2 separate regions of the Mus musculus genome follow, and region 1 is linked to region 2. Evidence: chromatin contacts called from public HiChIP or PLAC-seq data. All regions are on one chromosome and are shown on one strand. The core of a region is the stretch at or near the end of the contact, and the rest is flanking DNA. Distances in the headings are between cores, read along the strand shown.

Evidence for each region. HiChIP or PLAC-seq counts read pairs in DNA pulled down with a chosen protein or histone mark.
Region 1: a contact with region 2 is called in a FOXA1 HiChIP or PLAC-seq map of pancreatic cancer cells. The contact joins the promoter of Zfp575 here to the promoter of Erf in region 2. A contact is called at or near these places in 1 of 39 promoter capture datasets (liver) and 1 of 115 datasets of contacts at active chromatin or transcription factors (pancreatic cancer cells).

What each region holds. Positions count from the first base shown.
Region 1 is chr7:24,586,351-24,589,050 of GRCm38.p6, forward strand. It overlaps Zfp575 (zinc finger protein 575), which reads right to left and starts at 1,291. Exons shown (of 4, transcript NM_001033205.3): 1 at 1,101-1,291; 2 at 808-892; 3 at 304-467. The coding sequence starts at 379. It also overlaps a transcript of Ethe1 not described here.
Region 2 is chr7:25,249,436-25,252,135 of GRCm38.p6, forward strand. Erf (Ets2 repressor factor) reads right to left here and starts at 1,323. Exons shown (of 4, transcript NM_010155.3): 1 at 1,144-1,323. The coding sequence starts at 1,165.

The sequences.
Region 1 (2,700 bases), core at 41-2,540, 660 kb before region 2:
GTCGGGCCCTGTCATCTCTTAATACTAGAGGGGTATCTCAAAGTGTCCGAGGAGGCAAGTGTCACACTGGTGTCCCACTCGAGGACATTTCTGCTTGCCCTCTGACCCCACGTCCTATGAGCGCCTCAAAGAGTTGCCAAGCCAGTGCCGAAAGCTTCTAAAGTGTCCATTTCCAACACTACCCATAATCCCCCACAATCTGCTAAGGGTAGTGGTGGTGGTGGCCCCAATGGTCATTACGTTGGTTCTCCTGGGCTGTCACTCCTGGGGAATGATCCCTATGAGAACCTGGGCTGCTCTCACCTTTGGTCTCCGGGTCCTGACAGGTGGGACTAGGTTCCGAGGCCCTGACCTCGGACTTCACGCTTCCACCCAGCATCTTGCTGGCAGAGGGACCAAGGGGCAGCTGGGCAAGGGGCGAGGATGGCGCCAGTGGTTAACAAGTTCATGGAGACAGGGGTGCGGGCCTAAAATCAAAAGGCCAGTCTGTTTAGAACCAGGCTGTTGGTTAAGTCTAGTCCTAACTCAAGAGCAGAAGGCTGGAAGGTGGAGCCTAAGTACACACTAGGAGGGGATATGAAAATAAAACCAAGAGATAATCTTTTCACTGGGTGGGGTGGGGCTATCTCAGAGTGGGCGGGACCGCTAAATCTGGAGTGGGCGGGGCTATACAAAAAGAGCAGTCAGTGGCCCGGCCACCCAAGCCCAGGGGCTGGTCTTTGAGCGCAGTGGGTGTGCCCTTGGCCACCCTGTCCCAGAAGCGCTTTGGGTACAGTGGAAGGGATTCTAGTAGAAAGGGGGGCTTACCCTGTCTTTAGTCTCAGCCTACTGATGCTGTGTCGCTAAATCGCATCTCTGGCATAGAACTGGGGACTCAGAGAATTAGGGAAACCTGGAGAAAAAGACGAAAGGAAGGTGTGGCTTATAGAACCACCTAGAGACCCAGAATATAGACTTTCATGGAGGGAGTCCCAAACGTCTGGCATCGCATGCACTCCTCAAAAACCAGAGCACCGAGATCCATATCTACCCTTCGCGGAGAGATCCTAGCGGCCAGCCCCCAATCCATCTCCAGGAGACCAGGACCCAGCCCTTCTCACCTGCAGGGCGGTCCCTCCCCGGGGGTGGGGCTCCGGAACCCTCCCGTCTCAATTAAGCCTCGTGAGCTACCTTGTAGCCCTCGGACCTGCACCTCCCAGCGGGCGCTGGGACGCCGTTGGAGGAGAGAAGAGCGGGAAGGAGATTGCCGAGCCGTAGGGCCCAGCTTCACTTCCATCCCCTCCTCCCATCCGGGGCTGGAGGGGGCGTCGGCACGCATGCGCACTCTCGGCCAGCAAGAGGCTGCAGAGGGGGAAGATGTGATGGAAGGAGGGAATGACTGAACCACCCAGCTGGCAAGTTAGTGAGCAAGCGCGAAGCTATCCGCCTAAGGATCCTAGCTAGGAAAGTGCACATCTGTAAGGATGTGGTTAATCCCTCCTGTTTTCTCCTTCCTGTGATAGGGTCTCAAGTAGCCCAGGCTAGCATCAAACTCCCTACATAGCCGAGAATAGCCATGAACTGGTAGTCCTCATGTCTTCACCTCCCAAGTGCCTTGCTAAGACAGACTGCACAGGCCCGCTCCCCCACCCCTTCCCCACATTCCCACTCCGGTTTCTTTTTGTTACTGCCCCTGTTATTTTCTTTCAAATGTTAATTACATTTAGTTACTTGTTTGTCATTGTGGATGTGTTTGAGTGTGGTGGTCAGAGGACAACTTGTGGACTCTTGTGGACTCTTGTGGACTCAGTTCTCACTTTCCACCTTGTGGGTCCCAGGAATCGAACTCAGATCTTCACGCTTGGCTGCAGCTGCCTTTAACCACTGAGGTGTCTCTTTGGCCTTGCATTGAGAATTCCATGTATAGTCTGAATTCAGCCTTTGGGAGCCGTTCAAAAAGCTCAGGTCGATTCGATTCTATTCCTCCAAGCCTTTACAGAAAGTTTGGCTATTTCTTCAGAAAGGGCAAGGGGCAGTACTCAGTTGACCCCCCGAAGGCACTTGCATAGTACTTTAGGCACCCTTCACCGACATTTACCACGCCTAGCACCCCGTGCTACCTACTGCCCCTCCCTAGGTGGCCTAGGAGTGCCAGGCCAAGGGTGACATTGAGTGCTTGGCCTACTTCCAGGCAGCGACAGTACAACTTCCTGCCCAGCGCTAGTATGCCTGTGATGTGCTCATAAAAGTCCTCCGCACTCAGCCGGATAATCCATGACGTCTGGTCAACCCTGGGAGTCACGGGAGTTATTTGGTGGGGCTGAGTAACTGGTTTGCGCTGGACTCTGCCAATTTCTAGTCGTGTGACGATGAAGAAGTCACCTTACAGTTATGGGCCTCAGTGTCTTATATTATATAAGTATATTAGAGAACCAATGGAAACCGGCTTAAACATTGCTATTGTTCAGGCAGTGTTGCTTTTTTTTTTTTGACACAGGGTCTTGCTACATAGCTCTGGCTATAGAGCAGGCTGGCCTCCAAGACACAGAGGTCTGCCTGCCTCTGCCTCTGCCTCCCCAGTGCTTGAATCAGTGGTATGCACCACCAAGCCCTGCTCCAGCTAGTGCTGTTAAGCACTGAGTCTCTCTCTCAAGTTCCTTTATGAATATTTTAAAAATTACACCGTGAGTGTGGTGGCGCACGCCTTTAATCCCAGCACTC
Region 2 (2,700 bases), core at 73-2,572:
GGGGTGGGTGGGCCGGTCGGGGCACACACCCGCACATAGGAGCCGGAGCCGCGGCCGCCGCCGGGGGAAGGAAACAAGTTTGAACAGCGGCGCCCGGCCCCCTTCCCCCTCCCCTCGTCCCCGCCCCGGGCCGGATTCCGACGGGGCAGACGGGCAGGGGGCGGCGAGGCCCCCTCCCCCCGCGCGCCCGGGCGCAAAGTCCAGCCTGTGCGAGCCCGGGGGCGGCGGGGGAGGGGAAGGGGGAAAGTCCGAGTGGGAGGGGGGGTTAATCCTGCTGCCCCCCGCCCGGCGATGGGGGGGGAGGGGAATCCTGGCCCCTTAAGGAGGAGCAACTTGGCGGGGAAGAGAGGGGCGGAGGGAAAAGACGGCCCGCTGAAAGAAGCGCAGGATCGGGGAGGGGGAAGGACGAAGGGAGAGCCTCTGCATTCCCCCCCCCCCCCCCATCTTTCCCACCCTCCTCAACTCCCAGCCTCCGCCCGCGCCGGAGGAGGGTACCCAAGTCTCCCCTGAGCCACCTTAAAGCCGCGCGTTCTAAGGTCGGAAACAAAAAGTTCCTTTTTCGAACGTTCGGGCTGCGCTTTGGAACTTTGCGACTCAGTCCGGGCGGGGGAGCGAGGAGACGGACGGGGGAGGGGCGGTGCAGCCCGGACCCCGAGTCCCGTGTTCCCCTCTCACGCCCAGCTCCAGGCCATCCCGTATCCCGCTCACCGGGTGCTGGGCACGCGCTGCCGTGAAGGTCACGGGCCGGACCGCGCAGCGCAGAACCGAGCATAGCGGGTCCCTGTACAGAACCCCCACCTCGCACCGCACACGTCCCGGCCCCCGGAGTGCAACGTGACAGAACGACAGGGAGGGGACTCTGCCACCCCAGTGATCCCGGGAGAACCCAGGTTGCCGAGTCCGGGAAGGGAAAGCCCAGCACCCGCAGCACCCATACCATTCCGAAAGGATCCACAGAATTGGGGCTCCCAGGCAGCACCCCAGCTCGCGCCTCTAGAAGCAACAGGTCTCGAGTGCTTGGGGGTCCCCAAGAACTGGGTATCAATCGGGCTCCCCAGAACCCCTTCAGCCCCCACCCAAAGTTTTCCCTCCCGGTTTCCCGGGGCAACAAGTCTCCCCCACACGTGCTGCCCCCGCCCCCACCTGTGTCCGCCGGGGTCTTCATGCTGGGGGGCCCGGGGCAAGGCGCCCCAACTCCGGGCCGCTGCTCCTGGCGCCCGCGTTGCCCCGTCCCGTCCCGCGCCCGTTGGGACGCCCTCGCCGCCGCACCCGGCCTCGCCTCTCAGAGCCTCTCCCCTCCCCGCCGCCGCCTCCCGGGTTAATATCGCACTCCGGGGCCGGGACGCCCACGCCCCCCGGCCGGCGACGTCACCGCCGCGTCGCCATGGAGACACTGTGCCCGCCCCCTCCCGCGCACTCACACACGCTTGCCGGCGCGCAGCCACTGAGGACCGGCCGGCTCTTGGCTTAAAGGGGCCGCGCGGCGGGGGGGGGGGGGGGGGGAGGAAGGGCAGGGAGGGGCTGGGGAGGTCCTGGGGGTCACGACCCTTCTTGGAGGCTCTAAGTCAGAAGAACTTAAGTCTTCAGCACTCAGTACCTGCTGCCTCTCTTCTGCCCTTTCCTGGCTCCAGAGTTTCTTTTGGGACCTTTTTGGAGGAAAGGAATTATATGAAGGGGGACGATCAGAAATTTTTGTGGGGAAGGGGCAGAGTCTTCTCCGCAGGGGGGCGGAGTCTGGATCTTGGAGGATGATCAAGAGCACAGCCATTTCCCAGCCTGAGTTTACCCAACCCCCTCAACCCCGAGCCTGAAAGAGGGCAGCTGTCCAGGGGTGGGGTGGAATGGGTGGGAAACATTTCCCAGCATCGGAAATGGGGAGGCGGCTGTACCCTCGACTCCTGTGGAGATGGGGTCTTGGCCTTCCTGATAGACCCAGTCCAGCTGGGGAGGAAGTGACCAGAATGCATTCGGGAGCCCCCACAATCACCACTGTCCCTTAGGCTGCAGCTGTCCTGGGAACGCGGCCGGAGGTACCCCCACCTCCACACTGGAGCAGGGGGTTCCGGAGATAGTGCCAGGATGCTGGGGGCGACCCAAGTCTGAACAAATGTGCTCCGGAGGAGCATTGGGGGTCGCCAGGAGAGAGGAAGACAGGGCTTAAGACCAAAGGCCCGAGCGTAGGGGAAGTGTTAAGTCTGTGTTCGCTGCAGCAGATAGGAGGAATGGATGGAGCCTGAGGCTCGGGAAACAGGAAATCGGGGTACCGATCGGATGCAGGTAGGCAGCCTGCTACTGGGTAGAGGGGAAGCAGAGCTATATTCTCATAAACTAAACCTAAACAGTCTCAGGGAAATAATGAAAAATAAACCAACCGGAGTTACCAAAGGAAGAGATAGGGGACTAGGAGACTGAAAAGATGATGAATCAGAGCCGTGAGATGCGGCAAGCAAGAGGGAAGGCCTATCTGGCTCAGGCTATAGGTGCTTAAGGCTTCAAACCCAAACTTCTCCGTTGTTGGGTTCCTATTCAGCCTTTAAACCAGCTCACGGGTGCTAGAGAGAAGTCTCATGCCTCCTCCTTAGGGAGACCATGGCCTCCAGGGAAGTGTCACCCCTTTGGGAATTATGTAACCTTGCCTACGGACAGTGCAGCTCCCCACGGATATTGTAACCCTCTGGGAGCAGCGTGGTCCAGCAATAA